Regions from separate parts of the Mus musculus genome. Here all the other regions are linked to region 1. The links are chromatin contacts, called in public Micro-C and promoter capture Hi-C maps. All regions are on one chromosome and are shown on one strand. The core of a region is the stretch at or near the end of the contact, and the rest is flanking DNA. Distances in the headings are between cores, read along the strand shown.

What was found. Promoter capture Hi-C pulls out the DNA fragments that hold promoters and counts their contacts. A called contact is a pair of places that touch in the nucleus more often than the background predicts.
Region 2: a contact with region 1 is called in a Micro-C map of embryonic stem cells, with 4 times the contacts expected there. The contact joins the promoter of Cachd1 here to the promoter of Ror1 in region 1. A contact is called at or near these places in 2 of 484 Hi-C or Micro-C datasets (both in embryonic stem cells) and 3 of 115 datasets of contacts at active chromatin or transcription factors (craniofacial prominence and embryonic stem cells).
Region 3: a promoter capture Hi-C map of liver shows a contact between it and region 1, with 4 times the contacts expected there. The contact joins the promoter of Raver2 here to the promoter of Ror1 in region 1. A contact is called at or near these places in 6 of 39 promoter capture datasets (cranial neural crest, embryonic stem cells, hippocampal neurons and 2 more) and 1 of 484 Hi-C or Micro-C datasets (embryonic stem cells).

What each region holds. Positions count from the first base shown.
Region 1 is chr4:100,093,866-100,097,100 of GRCm38.p6, forward strand. It overlaps Ror1 (receptor tyrosine kinase-like orphan receptor 1), which reads left to right and starts at 1,926. Exons shown (of 9, transcript NM_013845.5): 1 at 1,926-2,444. The coding sequence starts at 2,354. It overlaps Gm35701 (a long non-coding RNA gene), which reads right to left and starts at 1,778. Exons shown (of 3, transcript XR_376465.2): 1 at 1,613-1,778; 2 at 1,360-1,494; 3 at 1-348.
Region 2 is chr4:100,775,119-100,778,208 of GRCm38.p6, forward strand. It overlaps Cachd1 (cache domain containing 1), which reads left to right and starts at 1,561. Exons shown (of 27, transcript NM_198037.1): 1 at 1,561-2,250. The coding sequence starts at 2,011.
Region 3 is chr4:101,067,745-101,070,907 of GRCm38.p6, forward strand. Raver2 (ribonucleoprotein, PTB-binding 2) reads left to right here and starts at 1,294. Exons shown (of 12, transcript NM_183024.1): 1 at 1,294-1,585. The coding sequence starts at 1,370. It overlaps Gm35956 (a long non-coding RNA gene), which reads left to right and starts at 1,593. Exons shown (of 2, transcript XR_867959.2): 1 at 1,593-3,163.

The sequences.
Region 1 (3,235 bases), core at 676-3,175:
AGAAGCACGTGGGACAAAGAAGACAAGGAACTAATCAGATAAAAAAAAATTCTTCAGATTGTGGTCTAACTCTTGTTCACGGATCAAGTTCTTCTGGTTGTTGTTTGAGGAACCCAGGCAACAGAGACAGTCAAAACAGAGTTTTTATCCCCAGCAAAGTGACAGCTCATTATAAAATCCTAACGCTGAGTCCAAGAGGCAGCGGTGAGAGAGATCCCATCTAAACTCATTTACAGAGACCCTATAACATGCGGGGCTTCAGTTAAGGTCTTTCAGCCTCCTCATGGGAACAGGTCTGGGTATTGTCCATGGTTCATAGGGAGTGTGGACAAGTCATTCATTTTCTTTCTGCAAAACAATATTTTAAAAAAATTATTATCATTAATAATAATAATACTTATTTACTTTACATCTCACTCACTGCCCCCTTCCTGGTCACACCCTCCCATCATCCCTCCCCAACCCCTTCCCTTCTCTGAGCTGGTGAGGGCCTCTTGGGTAACCCCTACCCTGGCACATCAAGTGCCTTTGAGGCTAAGTGCATCCTCTCTCACTGAAGCCAGACAAGGTAGCCTAGCTAGAACATATCCAGGCACAGGCAACAGCTTTTGGGATACCTCAAACTCCAGTTGTTCAGGACCCACATGAAGAGCAAGCTGCACAACTGTTACATATGTGTGGGGAGGCCTAGGTCCAGCCTGTGTATATTCTGTGGTTGGTGGTTCAGTCTCTTGAGAGCCCCAGGGGTCCAGGTTAGCTGACTCTGTTGGTCTACTTGTGGAGTTCCTATCCCCTCAGGGGTGGCAATCCTTTCTCCTATTCTATAAGATTCTCCCAAGCTCCATCTGCTGTTTAGCTGTGGGTGTCTGTATCTGTCTGAGTCAGCTGCTGGGTGGAGCCTCTCAGAGGATAGCTGTGCTAGACTCCTGTCTCTGCACACCAACTTTTAAAACTGCAATATGTCTCACTGTCTATAATGCAGCAGGCAAGCAGAAGGTACTTAGTAGGAAGCCAGGTGACCATGGACAGATTCTGAGTATCTTTGTGTTCTGGGGAACAATATTGACAGGGGTCCTTAGCTACTCTTGCATCCTTGGAATCCAAGTCAGTCTGGCATACAGTGGGTGCTCACTTTATATGATCCAGGGTGTTCTTGGTACTGAACTCCCAAGAGCATTTATGAATTACAAAACCAATAAACGGCAAACCAGGAGAAAAAAATAAAAACACTGTAAGTAATGTAAATAGGAGGTAATAGACTTGCTTAGCTGAGCAAGAGCAAGAGAAATACACCGTATGTAAAGAAACAGAACACTTATGTGATATAAAAAATATTAAAAAGACAAACTGAAATATTACTCTGTTCATGTTCAGAAGGCAGAGAAACAACTTTCAGGAGGCCGGGGGGACAGTGACAATAAAGAACGAAGATGAATCTTCTCTTAATGTCCTAAAAGAAGCAGATCAGATGAGCTTGGTGTAGATGTAGTGGTCCTAGGATTAAAAACAAGAAGACACATGAGTCACTTGTATTTGGGCTCCCCCTTAAGCAACTTTTGGGAAAGAAGAAATTAAATGGGGCACGGTGTAATATCTGTACATGTTCCCTCACCCAAGGCAGTGGCAGAGAAAGACAGTTAAAATCTGGGCTTCCTAACTTATCCAGTCACACTTTACACTGGAAGCCCATCTCCCTAAAGTCCTTCTCCGTCAAAATGTCTCAAAGGTCCCATCAACATCAATGGCTGGTCCCCAGCGAGTGGGGGGTGGGGAGTGGGGTTGGGGGGGAGGGGGAGGGGGCGGAGGGGGGATGATGGGTTAACAGGAGGTGTGGTAGCTGCTTTCCGAGATGCCTTGGAAGGTGCGAGTCCAGGAGGTAGCAGTAGAGGGCGCTGGGACCCCGGCCTGGGCCCGCCTCTGCCATTGGTCCGGGCTGGGGCGCTGGGTTGTGGAGTTGGTGGAAAGTGACAAGTTGGGCGAGAAGAGAGATCGTGGAGAGCTGGAGGAGCCTCGGCTTAGTGAGCCCCGAGACCGCAGCTCCAGGCACTGGGCACGCTCTTCTGCAGTCGGAGCCGGAGACACACGGTTCGCAAGAGCGACACAGAGAGCCTAGGACTGAACAGCCGGCTGAGTCAGGGCTGCTGCGGAGTACCGACCGGGAGGAGCCGCGCTCCCAGGTCCAGGGCGGCAGAGCGGAGACGAGGGAGCAGGTCAGAGGGACAAAGAGTTTTGCAAAGGCCCCCCGGTGTCCTGCGAGTGCCTGCGGCAGGACGAAGTGACCCGGAGCCCTGGGCGAACCCGTGGATGTTCTGCGCGCCGCCAGGGAGCCGCCAGCACCGCCACGAGAGGAGGAATGCACCGGCCGCGCCGCCGCGGGACGCGCCCGCCACCGCTGGCGCTGCTGGCCGCGCTGCTGCTGGCCGCACGCGGGGCTGATGCCCAAGGTAAGCAGCGCCCGCGCCCGGGTTCCACCGTCCGCCCCCCCCCAGAGCTGAGTGCCCGGTGAGCGCCTCGCCGGTCCCGGAGCTGGTCATTCGACCGCCGCCTGCACGGGCCGCCCGAGGGAGGCCATCCAGGACTCTCTCTGAAGCTCGGCTGCGGGCTGGGCTCTGGAGGACTGGTCGTAGGCATCCAGCTGTGGTTGTCAGTGCTGACAGGAAGTGTAGAAGAACTTTGGAGGTGGTGTGTGTGTATGTGTGTGTGTGTGTATGTATGTTGGGGGAGATGCTGATCCTTTGCCTATCTCTTTCTGGATTCCTACCGCACCCCAACTGGGGTCCAGTTTATCTACTTCTCTATCCCAGAAAGAGTTTGTATTTTCAGTGGCGCCTCCGACAGAGCCCAGGCGGTCCGCGAACCCATACAAACAAAAGCCCTGTACTCCCAGGACTCCCTTGTCCTTGCGTCTTCTCTGTTTGGTGTTCGGAGCCTCCTGCCCTCTAGAGGGTCATCCTGCAGACCAAAACCTTTGCTCTTCCGCTGCCACTTTGTGCAGTTAGAGGCGGCCTGCTGCTCCAAAATACTCTGGACTCCGGGGTGCACGTGTGCAAGTGTGTGTGTGTGTGTGTGTGTGTGTGTGTGTGTGTGTGTCGAGGTGGAAGAAATAGAGGTCATCTAATGCATACTTGATTTTGGTCATCTCCAGAGACAATCGCTACAGTTAGAGAAAGCCTCCACCGGCAGCCGGAGCGTCTTAGTTCCCTGCGGGAAGCTTGGATCCTCGCTGGGTCTGAGC
Region 2 (3,090 bases), core at 311-2,810, 680 kb after region 1:
ATGTTTTATTTGGGGCTCATGGTTTCAGGGAGTTAGAATCCATGGCTATCATAGAGGGGATGTGGGGGGGGGGGCATGATGAAAGACAGGCATGTTTCTGGAGCAGTAGCTGAGAGTTCACGTGTCCAGACACAGTCCTGGGGCAGAGAGAGCTAACTGAGAATTTTTTTTTAAAGATTTGTTTATTTATTACACATAAGTACACTGTAGCTGTCTTCAGACACCCCAGAAGAGGGCATCAGATCTCATTATGGATGGTTGTGAGCCACCATGTGGTTGCTGGGATTTGAACTCTGAACCTTCGGAAGAACAGTCAGTGGTCTTAACCGCTAAGCCATCTCTCCAGAATGTTTTTTTTAAACCTCAAAGACCATCCCTAGTGGCACACTCCTCCAAAATGACCACACCTTCTAATTGTTCCCAAACAGCCCCAAATTGGGGACCAAGTACTCAAACATAAGAGTATGGTGGGGGGCATTCTCAGTTACCCCCTCCCCTCACATTTGCCTACCCATAGCTGTAGTTTCTAGGACTCTTGAAGCAGCACATTCATAGTCTATAGGAAAGTGAATGAATGCTTTATACAGGGACACTCGCCCTGCAGCACACACTTGTTTCTCTATGGTGGCTCTCAGAGAGCCTGATCCAGTACTCAGGAGCCATACCTGCCATGCTTATGAAAGCAGGAGGATGCTATGAGCTCAACTTCAGCTTTGTTTTCGTTTTTATTTTTTATTTGTTATTTTTGCCTGTAATGGAGTCAGATGGATTTATACACACAAACACAAAGAGAGAGGGCAGGAGGGAGGGAGGGAGGGAGGGAAGGAGGGAGGGAGGAGAGAGAGAGAGAGAGAGAGAGAGAGAGAGAGAGAGAGAGAGAGAGAGAAACATCCAGTGGAAGGTCAGAGCACAGGCCTGAAAGTAATACTTGTGCTTAAACTCTGGGTCAGTAGCTTATCCCTGGGTGACCTTCAGCTATTTGTTGCAACTCCCTAAGGCTCGGAGTTTGTTACCTGAAAATTCAGGATCAAGATACAACCTCTTAGCCTCGTCCTGGGATTAAAGGATAATGAGTCACACACACTGAATGTAGACCTCAGAGTATTGTGCTGGCCACATGATAGCTGGTTACAAACCAAGTCCGCTGTGCCCACGAGGGCGAGCTATTGTTACTAATAAAAAATGAGGAAAGGGAGTTAAAGCTCTAAAGACAGTTGCTCCCTTCCTAGGTCTGGGTCAGGCAGAAAGCCCGAGTTCTCGAACTTAAAAGGGACTTTGGGTGGTGGGTGGGTGGAACCTGTAACACTTGGGACCCGAGATCTCCTGCACGGGCCGAGTCAGGGGGTGGGGGCGGTCGCGTGGCCAGCTATGGGAAGGTCTCAAATGATCCCCTTCTCAGGCCAGAAGGGTCCTGTGCAAGCGAGGTCCCCCAGTATCCCGGGCCCCCAGCGTCCCAGGGCGTCGCCCCGTGCAAGGAGGGAGAGGAGGGGCGAGCGCGGGACTTTCCCCGCCTCCCTCCTCTTTCCATAAATCACCGCTGCAGCGGCAGCGGCGGAGCCGGGAAGTGTACGGAGCCGGAGCGCAGCGTGGTGGCACCAGACACCTCCCTTTTCCCCGCCGCTTTCTTTCCTTTCTCTTCTCTCACTTCGGTCTTTTAAACCTCCCTCTCCCTCCTCGCCGGGAGACCGCCCCGGTCGCCTCGCCGCGCCTACACTGGTGGCGCCGCCGCCGTCTCCGGGCTGCGCCGGGACTCGGGAAAGCGAAGGCGGCGCCGCTCCGCCGGTGCTCTCAGCCGCCCGCCCGGCCTGCGGGCGCCGCGGTCTTCGAGCCGCTGCCGCCGGGCGATGGTGGCCGCCCGCGCGCCCGCGCTGCAGCCGGGCGCCCCCTAAGTTTTCCAGCTACAGCCGCCGCGCCGTGGAGCCGAGAGCGCAGGAGACGAGGAAAGTTTGGCGGGCTGCGCCTCCCGCGGCCAGCGCCCGAATCCCGTCGGCGGGAGTGGCCGGAGGCGGCATGGCCCGCGAGCCGGAGGAAGAGGAGACCGTAAGGCCGGCCGCTGTGGTCCGCCGCTGTCCTCGCTGCCCTGGCTGGCCTGGGGCCCCGCGGCCGCCCCTTTGGCTGCTCTGCCTTGTGGCATGCTGGATCTTGGGCGCCGTGGCCGACGCCGACTTCTCCATCCTGGACGAGGCGCAAGTGCTGGCGAGCCAGATGCGGAGGCTGGCTGCCGAGGAGCTGGGGGTGGTCACCATGCAGGTAAGCGACCCCCTTCGCGCCGCCTCACTTGCAGCGCTCTCCCGCTGCGCAGAGCCCTGGGCCGCTGCACGGAGTGCCCAAGCGGGCTGTGGGACCTCTCGGTTCCTGCAGACTTCACCACATCCAGTGCTCTCTGTCCCGTGTACTCATTTGCCGCTGCCCTCTTCTGCAGAGCCTCTGCCCCGCACCCACTTTCCCCCTCTTCTCGGCCCCGGCTCCTTTCTTGTTGGCTGGGGATTCTCTGCTCTATCCGCGCTTCCTTCCCCAGTTTGCACTCTCTTCCTTCGCAGATTTGTTTTCACTCGTCACTCCTGCAAACTCCCCTTTCCTCTTTGTGTTCCCATCCCTAGGCAGCGGTCCCGCCCGGCTCGGGGCATTCTCCAAGGCTCCCCCACTCCACCCTCTTGAAACCTCCCAGCGTCCTGGAGACCAGGCGCACGAGTGGGCGAGGGAGCGAAGGTAGATTGTCCGCCTGGGCCGCAGGACTGTTGGGGTCCGGGCGGCCCAGCAACCGGGGCTCGCTCTCCCTGCCCTGCCGCTTTGGGGGAGGGGAGGGGCTGATCTGGCGGATCCCCCGCTCCAGTCCTTCTGGGGACTCTTTTTCTTTCCGCTCTTGCGGCCATTGGTCGCCTCTTGTCCGCTGTGTAATTTCTGGTTTGTGTGTGCCTTCGCTGGGAAGGGCAAGGTGAATAGGGTTTCCATTTTTTTCCCCCTGCGTCTTTTGGCCTTCCCTAGGGTTGTAGATTAATTGCCTTTGGCTGATAAGGATTTCTGACGATGCTACTAATAACCCACAGTTGTAAAAATTGCTAGACAGCAACCACCTGGAGATCCTATCGC
Region 3 (3,163 bases), core at 44-2,543, 970 kb after region 1:
ACAGACTGTAATAGGCCTATTGGATCTTCTCTCTGTGTCTAGGGAATAGGGTTGTAAATACTGGGGCACCGCCCTCACTCATGTTAATGATGTAAGTATTCTAGAACAGTCTGAGGACTATTAACCGTAATTTTGGGGTAGAGTGATTACAGATGACTTATTTTTATAATATTTAGAACATTGAGCCTAATCACACCAGCTTCCATTTCTTCATGTGTAATGGGAAGAAAATAAGCTTTGCCTAATTGGATTTTTTTTAAAGGGAAGCACTGTAACATACTTAGAAATATGTGGGTGGCACCTGCTCAGTACTGAATTTATGATTTTATTCATTTGATGTGTGTGTGTGTTTCTCTGGAAGCCAGAAAAGTGCATTGGATCCGCTGGAGGCAGAGTTACAGGTAGTTGTGAGCCATCTGACTTGGGTACTCGAATTAGTACTGTGGTCCTCTGCAAGAGCAGCAAGTGCCCTAAAGCGATACGCCATCTCTCCAGCCCTTTCATGATATTTAAAGCATTTTCCTTTAACAGATCACTTGCTGGGTTAAACAGGCTTTTTTTTTTTTTTTTTTTTTTTTGTGCATTTTCATGGGGCACACTTAAGTAAGGTGTGTGTTCCTATTTGCTAATAGTCATTACAGCTGGTGAGAGTTGAAGGGTATTTATTATATTTTGTAGATCTCACTTTAACTAGGTATATCTTTCCACAGTATGTCTCCTTCCAAGTTTCAATTCAAATAATCAAGGAACTTATTCCCCTGCCTTCTGCCGAAGCTGTCCTAGTCTTTGTTTCAGCTTTGATTTGTGTTGCAAATACAACTAGCCAGGTTGTCATCTTAGGCCGCAAAGGGACCGATGAAAGATAATGATTTCTTATACACAACCAGGAAAATTTGTTATGCTCAGGTCTTACTAAATAATACCAAACCTTCCCCCAGAATATTTTTAGATAAATCTCATATGTTATTTTTCATCGAAAACTTAACTTTGCCAAATGCGCACTTCTTGATGTGTCAGAATTGAGGCCAGGAGTTCTCTGGCCTGCGCAGTGGCGCCTGAGGCCCTCGGATTTGAGAGGCGAGGCCGAGCGCGGCGAGCTAGGGGTAGTGTTGGTAGGGGTTCGAGTCCCACCATGTTACCGCGTCCTAGATTCCGCAGGTGTCCTGCAGGGGGAGGGGGCGGAGCGTCGGGGGCGTGGCTGGATAGGGCGTGTCTCCGGGCTCCGCCCCTCCCGCGTCGGCGGCTGCGGCGCCTCCCCCGCCCGCGCGCCCTTGCTCCGCGTCCGGCCCGCCTCGCCCCCGCGCGGCCTCTCCGCTTTCTCTCCCGCTTCGCTCCGGCCTCTCCGAGTCTGCAGCGGGGCGCCGGGAAGATGGCGGCGCGGGGAGGCGGCGCGGGGGGCGCGGGCTCGGGATCCGGACCCTCTGCTGGGACGGCGGGGGAGGCCGCGGAGCCCGCGCTGCGCCCGGGGGAGGTGGCTGCGCTGCACCCCCAGGAGGTGGCTGCACGGCTGCAGCGGATGCGACGGGAGCTGAGCAACCGGCGGAAAATCCTAGTGAAAAACCTGCCCCAGGACAGCAGCTCCCAGGTATGGGCACCGGGCCGGGGTGACCGGGGCGGGTTTGGGGACACCGCAAAACCGGAGGAGACCGTAATGGTCCCGGCGCCTAGGAGAGAAGGAGGTATGCGCACCGAGCCCAGAGCCCTTTGCCTCGACGAAGCCTTTCTGCAGCCAGCGAGAGCAGCGTGTTGGGAAACTGAGGCTGGGCAAGGCGGAGCGGCTCGTGCAAGGTCAGGGGGTTCTGGGGCGGATGCTGCCACGTCTGGTCTGTACTTTGTGTTCCCTCCAGCCCAAGGCGGTGTTGAAGGTGAAGGCGCGTGGTGGGGAGCTGAGGAGCTCAGATTTAGGGGGCTGGCTTCCGGAGCCCCTCGAGAAGGGAAGGGGTCCCGCGTAGGGTGTTGGGGACTTGGATTGCCACGGGGGCGGGGTCACGGGAAAGCTGGGCGAGTTCTTCTGCAGAAGCACTTGACCAAGTTTGTATGAAACAACTTTGCTCCGCTTGTTAAGGCCGCAGAGAGCAGAGGCTGATACTGCGCCGGCAGTCTTGCAGCCTTCTGCCAAACCAAGTATGGCAGGATTTGTTTCTGTGCTTGCGCGGAGTTTAAAGCTAAGCAGCTCGCAGTCTTTAATCCAGATTAACTGTTGCTTCTTGGATTAGAAAGCCCGAGTCGACTTAACTTCTTTTTTTTTTTTTCCCTGATTGCGAAAGTTAAAATCTTATTGTAGGAGCGCTAGAGAATTTGAAGGATTTTCTCGGGATTCATATTCATTCATTCTCATTCATAGCCCTCCCCATTTTTTTCTCTCTGTTTTTCCCTCTTTTCCTCTCCTTTCTTTCTTTGAGACAGCGTGCCAAGTATCCCCAGGCAGGCCTTGAATTTCTGATCCTCCTTTCTCCACCTACCATGTGCTAGGATTTCAGGTGTGTACCACAGGCTCGGCGCAACAGTCCTGCATGCATGAGAGAGTGTGTGTTTATTACTCCCAAGACTTCATGAATGCATGCAACACTCTACCAACTGAACTATAACCATGTTGTCTTTCTTCCTTTTCTTGTGCACAAGTATGCACATGCATTTGTTTTTGTTTTTTATCAAAAACATGAAACAATGTAGCATTCTTTAGGTTTCCTACAGTTTTCCTGAAGATGCTTGTACGTTGCATGTATAGGTATTTGGTGTAAACTAGATCTGCCTTGATAGGTCGGACCACGGAAGGAATTTCATAAACCCACCCTATTCTGTTATGAAATTCCTCATACAGAGTTCATACAGAGTTGCAAGAGGACTGGTTAGTGACAGTTGCATGTTCTCTGTGACTTATAGAATATGATAATGCCTACCTCATTACCATTGGTAGACTTTCTGTAGATATAATAAACATAAGCCTACAACCTCATAAGGTATTTAGGTGGTGGCATCTCACCATTCAACTTAAGAGGTGCCACAGAGCCTACTTCCCTCTGTCAGGTGGTGGTTTTGGGTTGCCACCTGAAGGTCCTCTACACTGGAAAAACAGCCTTCCTGCTCCTGAATGGGGAAGGTCTCCGTGGAGCTCAGGGAGAGGGGGGCTTGGGAGAAGCAGATGGCATCTACAGAACAAATT